Regions from separate parts of the Danio rerio genome. Here region 2 is linked to region 1. The links are chromatin contacts, called in public Hi-C maps. All regions are on one chromosome and are shown on one strand. The core of a region is the stretch at or near the end of the contact, and the rest is flanking DNA. Distances in the headings are between cores, read along the strand shown.

Region 1 (7,443 bases), core at 2,833-5,332:
ATACCTGGCAATAAAGCTCTTTCTGATTCTGATAGAAATATTTGTTTTTGAGTAAACTATCCAACATGGGCTCATTCTGAAAACGTAGCTCTTTACATATACAGTACATCTATAGATTGAGAATTTTGTTGCCTGAAATACGTATATCTGCATTTCATCATTAAAATGATTGCTATTGGGTAGAATGACGCCATTCCTTTTAGCGCTTACCAGCTGACCGCTTGCCTCCGTATATGGACTGCTTTCCCGCTGTTACCAGTTTGTCCAGTTAGCTTGGCATGTATGTCTGCAGACTTGAGACAGAGAGAAGTTGACCACGACGGCAGGGTGCGAGTCAGGATGAGGATGTGGTTCAATATGAAAATGTGTTAAAAATCAAGCAAAGGTGTTTCTTTTTCTGAATTGGTTTTTAAAACTGTCGGTTGGGTTTAGGAAAGTAGGTGGGCGGGGTCAATCGGTGCTTTTGAAAACACTGTTGGTTGGGTTCAGGAAAGGAGGAGGGTGGTCAGTCAGTCGGTCAACTGCGGCCTCTGGCGGATTTACGTGAGAACAGCAGGCACAAATGGCACTCGTGAGAGAAATTTGAGATCTGTGTACACAGCGGCCTCTGGTGGATTTGTGAAAACAAAAACTGCAAAAAAATAAAATAAAAACATAGCTCCTGGGACACATTTGGCACTCTCCAGAAATATATATAGTGGTACATTTTCAAAATGAGCCTGGGTTGGAATAATTTTTTTTAATAAGGGCTGCATGGTTAATCGAAGGGAGTTTTCATATGAAATTTGTCAGTAAAGCTGGTTTTGAAATAAGCTGTAAATCTCCAGCAGTTTAATAACTGTTTGCGTCGCTTCATAGTGATTTACAGTTCTGTATTGCAGCTACTGTACTACTGAAAGTATGTGAAAATACCACATTTAATAGTGTTTTTACTTCAAAATAACCTCATAAATTCAGTCGAGTGTCTGAGTTAAATCCTTCTGTCAGATGATTCTGTAGCTTATTAGTCATGTTAAATTAATAAAAGCATTTAAAGCCTCAGTTTGATAATGTTGTCTGGCCTTCGTAGAAGATTTACAACTGATCCTGGCAGGATATGCATGATAATTGCAGTTTTTGATAAATTGTGAATTTATTTATTTTTTTATTTTTTTATTAAATTTTTTTGCAGGCCAATTTTAAAATGGCATAATATCATTTAGTATTCAGCAATGCCATGAATATGCAAATTAGTCACTGTCTCCACACCAACTCAGACAACACTGTCCACGTATCACTTGTTAATTTACATTTTACCTGTATGTATTTTCAGATGATATTTACAAATTAGGCAAAATAGAAGCAAATCAAATCAACAAATTGCCACAGTATGTACAGTATTTGGTTAGTGACAAACCACAGTTGTTATAGCATGGAAAACATCACAGTTTTTTTTTTCTTCGAAATAAATAAGAAACAAAATAAGTAGTTGGAAAATAGTTAAAATATGAGGTGCTAGTGATAGAGGGACAGGTGCTGAGGAAAAAGATAAGTTTTGCTGTAAAAGATTCAGCTGCTTGGGTTGACTTGGCCGAGTCTTTCAACCAGCTTGGATCAATAAAAGTGAAATTGATTGAAAGTAATTTTGTTCCTTTTTGGCTTAGCACCACAAAGTGCTGCTCACTTGCAGAATATTCTGGAAGACACAGAAGTATTGAATATAGGTAAATGGGTGCAGATTCAGTGGTTTGTTTCTAAAAGTGCTGGATTTAGAATAGGTTGTTAAATCAATAGGGTAAGCCTGCTTAAATGCTATGTAAAATAACATCCAGTTAAGGGATGTGTTTATGATGTGAGTGAATCCAGGTACAGCTGCATTAGTAAAACATTGTGATGGATACGACCTCCTACTATTACTTTCAAGCATTAAATGTGTTCTGTACAGTATGCGGGTGCTACAACCTGCAAGTTATTGATCAATTTCACCTGTTTTCTTTTCTATTTAACAGAGTAGAGTTGAGTAGCTGAGCCAGAGCTATCCATTAGTTTGTGTTTGTCCTCAAGGGCCAGCTTGAGCTTCATATTTACCATTACTGCTGCAGTAGTGCAGTTGAAACATCCAGTTTTTTTCAGAGAATTCACTTCTGTTGAGCTTCATCATCCTATTATGTGGATAAGATTGCAGCAAGTAAATGTCATATACTGTATAGGATGCTGTTTTGATTCAAATTCTTCGAGTCTGTTTCATGTTCATGGTTTACATATTTTGTAGTGTGTATTATATCCACCTTTGGTTTTGCAGTGCATGCCATTTTTCTGTCTTTTTACAGTAAGCATAATGTACATCAGCTGGCAACCAGGAGGATTGATTCATGTAAAAAAATGCCTGCTTGTTTTAATCCAATGTTGGGTCAAATAAAGATAACATTGAACCCAACATTGGGTTAAGTCTTTCAATCAAAAAATAAATGACACATTTTAACTGTAGATGCTGGATTTGTCCATATATGACGCGAACAAGCCAGCATATTTTGTAGTGTAAGAAGTAAAGGAGGCTGTAGTATGAACTCTCCTCCCATGTTAGGTTCATATGCGCGCATTGTTATTTATGCATATTTGATTACATAACCAGAGTGTGTGAAAAGTCAGCCAAACAAACAAGTAAACACTCAACTTTAATTTTTTTCAAGGAATATATGGACTTATGTTTGGATAGCGCTTAATATAACAAACTCAAATGTAATCATAATTTGTAAATATGTATCCAAATTCAGTGAGCTATAATGTTGAAAATCTGTGTTAAACATTTCTCGACATACTTATCCCAAAAATATTTAAGATTTAACTTCTAGATCACTTAGTGGCACAAGCTTAAAACTGTGTATGTATACAAGTATATACAACTTTCCTTAAAAAAAAAATCATTAAATAAAAATCAGTGAATAGTATTAACCAAAACTGTAATTATTCCAACAATGCCTCATTTGGGAGTTGTGAATGGGACATGCCTTACCAGTTTATTTTAAATCTAGAGAGAGTTACTTGTAGTGTTGTCAAAAATATTGATATTCTGAAAAGTATTGATATTGGAATATTTAAAATGATATGACCTTGGTTTGGTCCAGTTTCAAGACGGTTTCAATATCAATAATGCTTTAAGCGCTGCCGATATACGTGTTGTCCCTAAAATGTCTTTTATTTTTTGAATCTCTCAAGTAAATTGGCTAACACAATCTCACTCAGTTCATGCAGTTCAATATGTATGGTATCCTATTGGTTTCTTTGCAAATGATATCAAATATCGATATTTTTCAAGGTATTGTATCGATGTTAGAAATTTCAGTATCGTGACAACACTTGTTATTATTGAGTTGCTGCAAAGTATGCCAGGTTAGTGGCATTGAGTGTACTTGAAATAAGTTGAATTGACACTGGTGATATCTTTGAGTCTGAGCAGGTATAGACTTTCACTTGTTTTCTCGTTCACATCGCTCTTCAAGACCATAGTTAGTTGTTTGTTATTACTGAGTTGCTGCAAAGTATGCTAGTTTAGTGTACTTGAAATGAATTGATATGACATTGATGATCTCTTTGTGTTTTAGCAGATATAAACTTTAGGCCAAAAGTCAAACTCAATAACCCATACAGTATCATATCATATATAGTCACCCAAGTATTTTAAGCCGTCACTTGTTATCTCATTCACACTCCTCTGCAAGACTACAGTTTCAGATTCTTGGCTAACAGAGCCGCCAGCTGTTCTTATTCATAGGGTTTGCATCTGGCTTCAGGTTTGCTGCACTGGCAGCCCTTGACAGTGAGTGAGTGAGTGAGTGATTGGCTTCCCAGAGGGCCAATGACTGACCCATCCTCCTCTCCGCTAGCTTCATTATGTCCAACAAATTCAGCAGGTTGCATTAGTCCTCATCATGAATAACACATGAGATGAAGCACAAAAGGCTCATTTGAGAAGTGCGATGCATGCATTAATCCTCTAAAAACAAAGACATCCTAGTTCTTTTTTTCGCTGCTGTGCTAGCTGTTGGATCCCCCGCATTCTTACAGCCGAGAGAAGCACTATTGTACATTCCCTCCCACTCTGTGACACAGGGATTCCACCAGCTTCCTAAAAAGGACATTACGAAATGTGAAATGGGAGTGTATTAATAGAGTGCATTATTGCTCAGAAATATTTGCATCGCAGCATGTGTGTGTGTGTGTGTGTGTGTGTGTGTGTACACGTTTCCATGCCACTGATGAAAAGCCTCTGCATTCACTGCTGCAGACAACCAACAGTGCAGCTGCTGTAGTGCTAAATTTACACATGTAATCTGTAGAAATTAACAGAGTATTAAAAACCACAGGAAACGGAAGTAGCTGAGACTTTTATTTAATGACGTTGATGTACTTCAACTCAATTTTTCGTTTTAGTTGGGAACGGGGCTTCCATTCTGTGCATCATTCCCTCATAGTAAACTAATGGTAAGAGTGTGGTGTGGTTAAGAATATTGTAGCTGAAGCCGTCAAACTGACGTCAACATAAAATCACCAACACTCCAAATGCAAAGCATGCTCAGACTTTGAAGATGGCCAAACACTCTTTTTCAGTTAATAACTTGCACAGATTAATTGTTTACCTGAAGAATAACAATGAGTGCTTACAAAATAAACATTGTACATTTTAATTTCACAGTGAGTTTCAATCGTTTTCAGGGCCAGTCTTAGTCATTACTCATTTACTACTTTTCCACCAAATCAGTTCAAGTGCTGGTTTTTAACCAGAGCCAAGTTTTAAATAATTTTTTTTCTTTCGACAGTCTGACAGATCTGAACAAGGAAAAGTGGCGCTTAAGTAGCACAAAACATTGCTATGCAGGAAGAACCACTTGCTTCAGGGGCTGATGGTGTTTTGAACGCCATATTTGAAATAGCGGTGGAGCATAATGCTGAACACATCATTTATTAACAACACAGCCTCATTGTGGATATGTACCCTGTCTACATTTCTGGAGATCGCGAATTATGTACCCAGAGGTACGTCTGGCTGTATTTCGTGTTTAAAACGAACACTGCAGGTATGATGCTGCTAATGGCTTTTGTTCATTTAGCTCTACCCACAGCTTATCTCTGTATGGATGGCTTTTCTGGTGTTATCAGTTTGCCCAGTAGCTCGCCGCATATGTCGGCAGACTTGGGACACGAAGTACAGTTCCAGAAACCAGGTGAAACAAAAGCAAAAAATAAGTGAATAAAAACAACAGGCTGAAAACATGGTGAAATCATGCGGCCATGGCGGCTTTTCTTTTCCTAGATCGCTTTTGAAAACATTATCAGTTTGGTTTTGGGAAGGGGGTGGTTGGGTCAGCCGGTCAGTCATTCAGTCGACAGCAAGCTATATCTTTTGATATTACCTACATAATGAGTAAGAAGCCTTCAGTGCAGTGAGAAATGTACTTCTTTTGCTCACCTGGCCTTTGAAGGGAATTATTCATTTCTCCTCAACCTTTTTTTTTTTTTTCGACCCAGTTGTGTTATTGCTCAGATGACATGTCAAACAGGCACGGCTGCTCTTGCCAAATCACTAGTTTTTCCTCTATTTCTTGTGTCCAATTTGTCTGAAAAGAAGCCCTTTTAACTTATTCCCTAACCTCTCGCTGGCCTGCAGATACCTATACTAGTGGATGCTGCTCTCTCGTTGGCTGTAGGTAATCGCAGATGTTATTTTCAATCAGAACACATTTCACACTGCATGATTTAAACTGCTGACAGCTCCAGATATTTAGCATGCCAAATATCTCACAAGCGTCGGAGACTCATTGGTGATTCTCTCAGATCGCGTCTTTGACAGTTCACACTGTGAGATTTGTTACTCATGTGAACGAGCACCGATTTGCCTGTGATTTCGGGCATTTGTCTGCAATTTCTCAACTTTTCGGCGAGTCAAAATGGGGCTACAATCAAGCAGTCTGAACTCGGCATGAGAGTTGGATAGATTTGATCAGAATTAAAATTCAAAAATTAAAGCTGTATTTATTTTTTTGTTATTTTACCTTAATAGTGGTTTTACCTTGAGTGCAGGTTTTTACACACACAGACAGACTTTAATCAGTATTGATTGTCCTTTTTCCACTTGAAGTAACCAAGGCTTTTTCCATTTTCTAATCACTGAGTTAGCCATCTTTCAAAAGAAAATTTGCTTATGTGTCTGTATTTGTTTCATTTGACATCACTGGCTTTTTCAAAAACATATAAAAGAAGTGTTAGGTATTTAAGCTTTATTGACCTTCTACCTGCTTGTTCTAAACATTTTGATTACACTTTTTTAATATATAACTCGTATAAAACCATATTTTATGTCACACTCATTGTTATTTCAGACTTTTTCAGTCATATTTGAAATATATAAGGATTGGTTCATCCATATTACTAAACAAAGCCAACCATTTAATCCAAAATACTAATATTAGAGCTTATGCGATGTGATCGGAGCATTTTGAGACAAAATAAAGGCAAAAAAAAGCACAGTTATGTTAATACAATCCATATTAGGGTGAAGCGTCTGTTGCCTGAGGTCATGGCAGAGATTTGTCCACTGAAGTTCAGTCCAGCACAAGCAAAAGATATTATGGGAATGCATCTCGCTGCCCTGATACCAGTGTCTAGAAGGAGTCAAGACGCCCTGTTCCTGACCCTGCTTGTGGAAGACAGGGAGGAGGCCCTATTTAACCCAGATAAATTGAAATGCGTTGACACTGAACAGCTTCAGGTTGTTTGGCTAGTCTTCATCAAACAGTCTATTTTAAGTTTCCTGGAAGACTTCCTGGATTTGCTTTCTTTTTTTGAACCACAAGCCCATCTTGCACATCACAATGAAAAAGTCAAATAAGGTGTGTGTGGATATGTGTGTTTAAAACTTGTGGTTTATGGTAAACATGGGTTAAATTAGGTGTCTAACATTACAGTTGTTCCTAATGGAAATGTTTGGTGTGTTTTTTTGGTTTGGTTTTCTTGTGCATCAAGGAAAACTACTTTTTTTTAAAAAAATAAATGCTTAAAATTTTAATTAAAATTACTTTGAAAAAATTGGTTTATATACAGTATATGTTAATTTCTGTTGATTCTTAAATAACAAAATTGATCTTTAAGCCTGTGTTTCAGCATTATAAACACACTTTCTGTCCAGTAATCACAAGAAGCTTTGTGTTTTGTTGCTTTTGATAAGAAATGCAAGTCTTATCTTTTAAATTTAGCCTATTTTATTAAGAAAATCAAGCCTTGGTTCAAGCAGCGGGTGAATGTGACAATTTTCTTTCTCTTTATTATTAGTTATAGCACAAAATAAACATCTGATGTCTCATCTAAAACAGCTGTAAATAATGTCAAGTAGCATTACATTTGCCAGGCAAGTTATTCAGTTTCCACAACTTGTTCGTTCACTGGAGAAATAAACTCTGAAAGCCACTG
Region 2 (7,443 bases), core at 2,781-5,280, 79 kb before region 1:
TCACGTAGGATTTGCATGACGAATTATAACCTGTCTGTACTTTTCAGCATTCTCAATCCCATCAAATGCCAGACTTACAGATCAAACCAAAACAGAAACACCAGTATTTTTTATACATTCTTTCATCTTCCTCTAACTCGTTCCTTCAGATCCAAAAAATCCAACTGGAACTTGTATTTTCTGGTTGTTTTTAATATAGAGAATTTTAAATAATTATACCCTCACTAAAACAACAAACGTTACCGGGGATCTAAGACATGCACAGTACTTTATACTCTAAAAAGAAATTAATATTTTTCTTAGTTTGTTGCAAAAGCCAGATGAACAATTTTATAAAATAAGATGTCTGTAAGCAATTTTTTAAAAATCAGTAATTATATAAATTCTAAATATTGTAGAAAGGATAATTCAGAAAAAGGGCAGAATACAATTACCTGCATCTATTTATCAGCAAATTTTGTCAGAACTTATTTCAAATTATTATTATTATTTTTATTTTACTCTTAAGAGCTAACGTATGTTTCTTTTTTAATTTACTTAATGCCGAATAGGCTAATACATTTGCCAAAAACCACAGCTCAGCCATATGAAAAATACTGTCATCCTCTTGTGTCAAATACATTCAAGTTTTTTCATAAAATAACCATTCCTTTAAATAAAAAACAAATATATACTTGTAAATAAGTAGACAAATATTTTATTGTCATTGGAACTATACATTTCTTTGCAGTTTTATTTGTTATTTAGAAAAGTTGGTTAAGCTGAAATAACACAGTGGTATAAAATAAGCTTTCTAGTATAAAACAGTTGTATAAAGCCTGCTGTCTTATCTATAATATCCTTACATTGAAATGACATTGTTAAATTATACAATTTAAAGACAGATTTGACTATTTTGGAATTGATCATTTGAACCTGAAAACAACAAGACCTGAAAGAACGAGATTCTGTTGAGCGTTAAAAAAGTGTGAAAAAAACAAAGCCTAAAAGCGAATTTCCTCAGGGTTTGTATCTCAGCATTTCATCTGTTTTAAGCAGGGAGTCATGAGACCTATGATGAAAAAAGCAGGGGAGGCATGACTCTGTTGACTGCAAACAGCGAGATCTTTTGTCCTTTCAGACTGTGACAGAAAAGTTTAATTCTCTTCACACAGCTATCGCCTTGATAAGATCCTGTGTTTGAAATATATAAATAAAGAAGTCTCAACGGGATGATAAACAACTGCAAAAGTCTCAGCTGAAAAGACTCAGTCTTGTCAATACACACATATAAACTACATTTCTCAGTCATCATATATCATCATAAAGCATGATGTTTTCTGTAAAACGTTTTGGAGCCATTACTATAGGATTCAATCTACAGGATTTTTTTTGGGAGCAAAATGGGTTCCTATTCAGGTCCGGAATTCATTGTGACACTTTTCAAAATCCTAAACATGATTTTATAAATATGTTTACTTTATCTTGTGAAAATTTTTCATCACAACTGTGCTGAATTAACCTTTAACAATACAAATATTGATGTTTGCAGCATGATTTCTTTAATTATTATGATTTCTTTTTATACTAGAATTAGATTAAGCATTAGAATAAGATTATAAATCAATTATGATTAATTATGATAAAATAATTAAATTTTTTAAAAACATCACAATGTCCTAAATAAGATTCTAAAAATCAAGTGAGATCCCACTGGATAGGGAGATAATTAAAAAAATAATCACAACCCTCATGAAAAAATACTAAAGTAATAATATATAGTAAATAGTACATTGTTTTTGAACCATATTGAATTGATGTGCTGTGATAATTCTATAAACAAGCAACAGATATTTTCTACAATTAGGGTATATTATACTCAAAGAATATTATGAATATATCAAAGGAACTTTATTATACTACAAAACACCACAGTTAGCAGTAGTTAAATAGTTTGTTAACACTACAATATGCTGTAAAATTCAATAACAAAATGTTGTAAATATACCATAATATTAATTAATTTTCTTTCGGCTTATTCCCTTTATTCATCAGGGGTCGCCGCAGCAAAATGAACCCACAAATACCATAATATACAGTTTTATACACTTTACTCTAGTATGGTTCAAAATCACTACAGTATTTCCAGTAAAAGACTACAACTTCTTCATGTGAGAATGTCCACAAGGATTCTAAGAAACCAATATAATATAACAAACTTCCAGCAGGATTTTAGTTCAATTTTTTTTAATTACCCAGTTCAACGTAATTCCAGACAAGAAACAATTACTATAACATCTAGGGTATTTTAATATTTTGATCTTGTACGTTGCCAAATCCTTGACGACATTATAGGCCTACTATTATTCCTGAAATGCGTTTGACAAAATAAATGTTATTTATTACATTAATTTACTTCCTGTTTAAAATATTTTTTGTTTCATTCTGAGTGTAGAAAAACAAACAAACAAACAAACAAACAAACATTCTTCATGTGAGAATGTCCACAAGGATTTTAAGAAACAAATGTCTGATATTGAACTTCCAGCAGGGTTATAGTGCAATTTGTAGTTATTATTACCAAGTTCAAAGTACTGTAATTCCAGACAAGAAACAATTCCCATCACATGCAGGATATTTTAACATTTTGACTTTATACTCTGCCAAATTGTCAACAATGACATTATATGTCTACTATTATTCCTTAAATGTGTTTGACAAAATAAATGTTATTTATTACATGTATTTACTTACTGTTATATTTAACTTTTGTTTTATTATGAGAATAGAAAAACAAACAAACACACAAACAAATAAACATTTTTTTTATGTGAGAATGTTCACAAGAATTCTAAGACACCAATATAAGATAACAAACTTCAGCAGGATTTTAGTACAAAAATTTAGGTTTAATTACCCAGTTCAAAGTAATTCCAGACAAGAAACAATACTATAACATGCAGGATATTTGAATATTTTGATTTTATACGTTGCCAAAATTGACAAAATAAATGTTATTATATTTATTTACTTACTGTTATATTAAATTTTAATTTTATTCTGACATTTTTTTTTAATGTTTGTTTGAAGTTTATTCCTCGCCACTCGCCACTGGCTTGCATGGTACAGGATTTGTGTGCACATTGATAGTTTTGCTCTTCGGTATTTGGACTTTCAGCAGTGAAAATTAAACCGGACTCAACTGAACTAAACTGAACTTCAACTCTGAAAACTGAACTTACACAGTTTCAATTTACTATAACCTTCTATGTTAAGCGGCTTTGACACAATCTACATTGTAAAACTGCTATAGAAATACAGATGAATTAAAGTGCAGTTTTAGTTATTATTACCCAGTTCAAAGTAATTCCAGACAATAAACAATTAACACATGCAGGAAATTTTTATATTTTAAATTTATACTCTGGCAAATTGTTGACGAAGACAATATATGTCTACGGTTATTTCTAAAATGTGTTTGACAAAATTATTGTTATTTAGTACATTTATTTACTTACTGTTATATTAAATTGTTATTTTATTCTGAGAGTAGAAAAACAAATAAACATTTTATGTAAGAATGTCCGCAAGGAATCTAAGAAACCAATATAAGTTAACAAACTTCCAGCAGGATTTTAGTACATTTCTTTAGCTTTAATCACCTAGTTCAAAGTAATTCCAGACAAGAAAAAATTACTATAACATGCAGGATATTTTAATATTTAGATTTTAAACATAGGCAAATTGTCAACAACGACATTATATTCCTACGATTTTTCCTGAAATGTGTTTGACAAAATACATATTATTTGTAACAGTTATTTACTTACTGTTATATTAAATTGCTCTAATAATAGAAAAGCAAACAAACAAACAAACATTTTTTCCCTCACGCTTCCCTACATACAGCTGTGTGGGTAGACCCGCCCACTTATCCAAATCACCACGTACTGACGTTCACATTGACCAATAGAACACTTGATTGGCAACTTGAGCAGCCAATAGGACCGTGCATAAGGCGGGGTCTAAAGATCATACTTGGTTGAATGGCAATACAAAGAGAAGAAGCACCAAAACGGATGATAACGCTTAATCAATTCTATGGGTTTGGGTGTTGAGAATCCGCAGGGGAAGGACGTGCAGCCTGTCCGGCACTTCCAGCACGCGGCTCTGACCAAGCAGGGCGGATTTGACGCTCTCGTGGCGTGACAATTCATCCCTCATCCAGACGCCAGCGCTGATGGTGATGATGATGTTGCTGCTACTGCATCAGGAGCACTGGAGATCCCTATCTGCACAGCACGAATGAAGACTCCGTCACCAAAGGACACTTTGTGAGGTCATCTCGGGTTGACGCAACTTGCCATGCAGGAGTGTCGGAAAGCTGAGGTCTTCGCAGCAATCGTGATCATGTAATCACCATCTAGTGGGCTGCGACCACATATTCACAGGTGTACATCTTGCGTGGATCAATGCATCAATGCGCGCGCACCATGGAGTCGTGCTCCGCGCTCTCAGCTCTGGCCAAACCACACTTTCGCGGACACTATTTGCTCCTGTCACGAAAACGCGGAGGTCTGGCGTGATGGGTGAGGGGTCAGTTCACGATGATTCGGTCGAAATAAGGCTATCTTAAGCAGTGTGCGAATTATACAGTGACTTCGAGAGTGGGTGGAGTATTTTAAAGCGATTTAGGGGGGTTTGTTTTGAATTAATTTTGATAAATCGTTACATTTTTCAGTCTTTTGAAGTTGGTCTCGCGGGAACGCCAATTGTTGTCAGGGCTTAAGTTTTAAAACACTTGAGTTTTTGTGACACATTTGATAGAAATAGTAAAGTGACGATGTTTTGTGGACATAACGCTCGAGGGTCGCGTGTTGTTATGGTTTCCTCATCTGGCGAACGCGACTGTTTGGCGACAGGTAACGATATGCGCTGAATTATCGAACTGTATTAGCTAGTGCTGAAACCTTTGAAACGTATACAGCCGTCCTTAATTAAAATACTGTATTTCATAACCGTTTTAATTTCCTCTGGGTTATTCAGCCTTAATTAGAGGCGCCAATGCCCCTCTAACCCCCCTCGAAATGTATCCAGAGGTTTGTGTTTTTATGAACTGAAAAGTGGCGCACAATTACTCCCTCTGCCGTCCTCTGATACTTTACCCACCTGAGGATGCATCCCAAATGACTACTTTGTATATTTAATTACTTCTACAAAGCCATCCTTGTGTGCATAATGATGTAGATATGAGCGGTTTGATTTGCAAAACGTGTTTCTGTATCTCAGAGGGCTTGGCTGCCATAATCTTGCCCACTTTACATCGCTCCTAATTAGGAAATAAAGGAGAATGCAAACTCATCGGGTCACTTTTGTTATCCCAGTCCTTACCTTACAGATAACTTTAGTTTACTTTTAATCGTTTAAATCACCAGCTGACTTCAATTGGCAATGGCTTTACTATAACTTGCTCCACAAATGAGGCTAATATCAGTTGAAAGTTTATTTATGAGGGGACATGACTTGACTTTTCTATTTATACAGCGCGCAAGTAATTTATTGTGTTCAATGGAGCCTGTATTTGAACATTATCAGATATGTTTGTGTAGTAATGACAAGAAGTTCAACACAAACTGTTATTAAAACAAGCAAAGAGGATTTAGTGCACTAACTTTTGCGGCTACTTTATTTGAATACTGAACTCCTACCCCTTTCGATCCTCTTTCTTGCGTGTTAAAATCTTCATTAGGAAGTGAAACCCTGCGTAATTCGCACCCTGCGTTCATTTGCTGTATGTGATAATCGAGATCATGTCCAGATCTAACAGCGTGAGCCCACCCGGCGCTGGCGCTCCTGGACTGAGGGGAGGGACGGAGCACAGATCCGCTTGGGGCGAGTCTGAGTCCGTGGCGAACGGATGTCCATACTCGGCCAGATCCTCCTGCAAAAAGCTCATACGGTCCAACAGTCGCTGGAGAGAGGACGATGACTTCGAGCGACAACCGGGCCGAGCCACGACCACCGTCAGCCGGGTTAGCTTCAGATCCAAGTCCGCCTGGCAGGAACAAGGCGAGGAGAGCCGCAACAACAACCGATCGTCCCCGAGGTACCGAGATGGAGAAGTGAGACCCAAATCCGTGGAGCTGGGTCTGGAGGACAGGAGAACCAAGTCCAAACCAGAGGAGGAGCTCATGCCTGAAGTGAACTTTTCCATGAGCGCGTGCTGCAACAGCGTGATGCAGATTTTCAGGTCCAAGAAGTTCCAGTCGGAGAAGTTGGAGAGGCTCTACCAGCGCTACTTCTTCCGCCTGAACCAGAGCAGCCTGACGATGCTGATGGCCGTGCTGGTGCTGGTGTGCGCGGTGATGCTGGGCTTCCACTGCGCCGGAGGGATGTGCCAGCTCACCTACGTGCTGGTTTTCACCGCGGCGATCGTGCTCATCCTCACGCTGATGGTGGTGTGCAACAGGAACGGCTTCCATCAGGATCACATGTGGATAGTTTGTTATTTGCTGATTTTGCTGGTGCTGGCCGTGCAGGTAGTCGGCGTGCTGTTCGTCAAGCCGCGGAGCGCGTCTGAAGGCATCTGGTGGACCGTGTTTTTCATCCACGTCATTTACACGCTTCTGCCGGTGCGGATGAGAGCGGCGGTGATCACTGGGATTATATTGTCTGCCATTCATGTGCTCATCTCGTGGAGGTTAAACGACATGGACGTCTTCTTGTGGAAGCAGGTGAGTGAAGCGCTGTCATTGCTTTATTGCTTGGGTTAACCTCTTTTTTTTAGAAGCCATGCGGTTCTGACTGTTTACACATACGAGATTTGTGTAAAGAAATTAATAACGAGGAAAGTCAGACGGGCATACTTTCCTGCTAGAATTACTAAAAACATCAAGTTTTGCTAGAATCAACAGGGTCTGGACCAAACAATGTAAGTGGAGAGGAGCAACTTTCATTCACCTTCACCTGTGTGTTCTGTGATTCCTTTGATCCAGCTCCACTCCGTGTTTTCCATTTGTAATAGAGTGTAGTAGATTTGTTTTAATGGCTGTTTTATATCAAAATTAACATTACAACATTACTAGGGTCATCCAAGATGTGACCTTTTTTAGCAGTACAACAAAAAAGTGTTTTTGGTCATGAAATGTATGGGTAGCGCTTTGATTCTGTATGTTGTTTTTATTCACTCTCAATTCCAGAGTTATGGATGTGAGATTTGGAGTTAACTCAAAACATGAACCCACATAGAAAATATATGTTAACATTTATATTGAAACATCTGTTTATGTCTTCCAAAACAACTCATCACAGAGTTATGGGATCAAAGAAATATCAATCTGTAAACATATTTTGTATTTTAAATGAGGAAAATAAACATGCATTTGATTATGGATGTGACCAAAGAAGTCTGCTAGTTTACAGTAGACCACCTACTTTATGGGAATTCTGTAAATTGAGCTGCAC

Evidence for each region. Hi-C and Micro-C count contacts between places; a contact is called where the count stands out from the background.
Region 2: a Hi-C map of fibroblasts shows a contact between it and region 1, with 2.5 times the contacts expected there. The contact joins the promoter of adcy5 here to the enhancer-like site in region 1. A contact is called at or near these places in 3 of 18 Hi-C or Micro-C datasets (caudal fin, fibroblasts and an unstated tissue).

The regions. Positions count from the first base shown.
Region 1 is chr9:39,654,385-39,661,827 of GRCz12tu, reverse strand. All of the region lies in intron 1 of adcy5 (adenylate cyclase 5), which reads left to right. Among named protein-coding and RNA genes, the nearest start is that of adcy5, 78 kb to the left of the region's middle. Within about 2 kb of position 4,082, at least 9 of the 62 cell types and tissues checked have an H3K27ac peak or open chromatin away from gene starts, as enhancers often do.
Region 2 is chr9:39,732,993-39,740,435 of GRCz12tu, reverse strand. adcy5 (adenylate cyclase 5) reads left to right here and starts at 4,030. Exons shown (of 21, transcript NM_001171585.3): 1 at 4,030-6,713. The coding sequence starts at 5,790.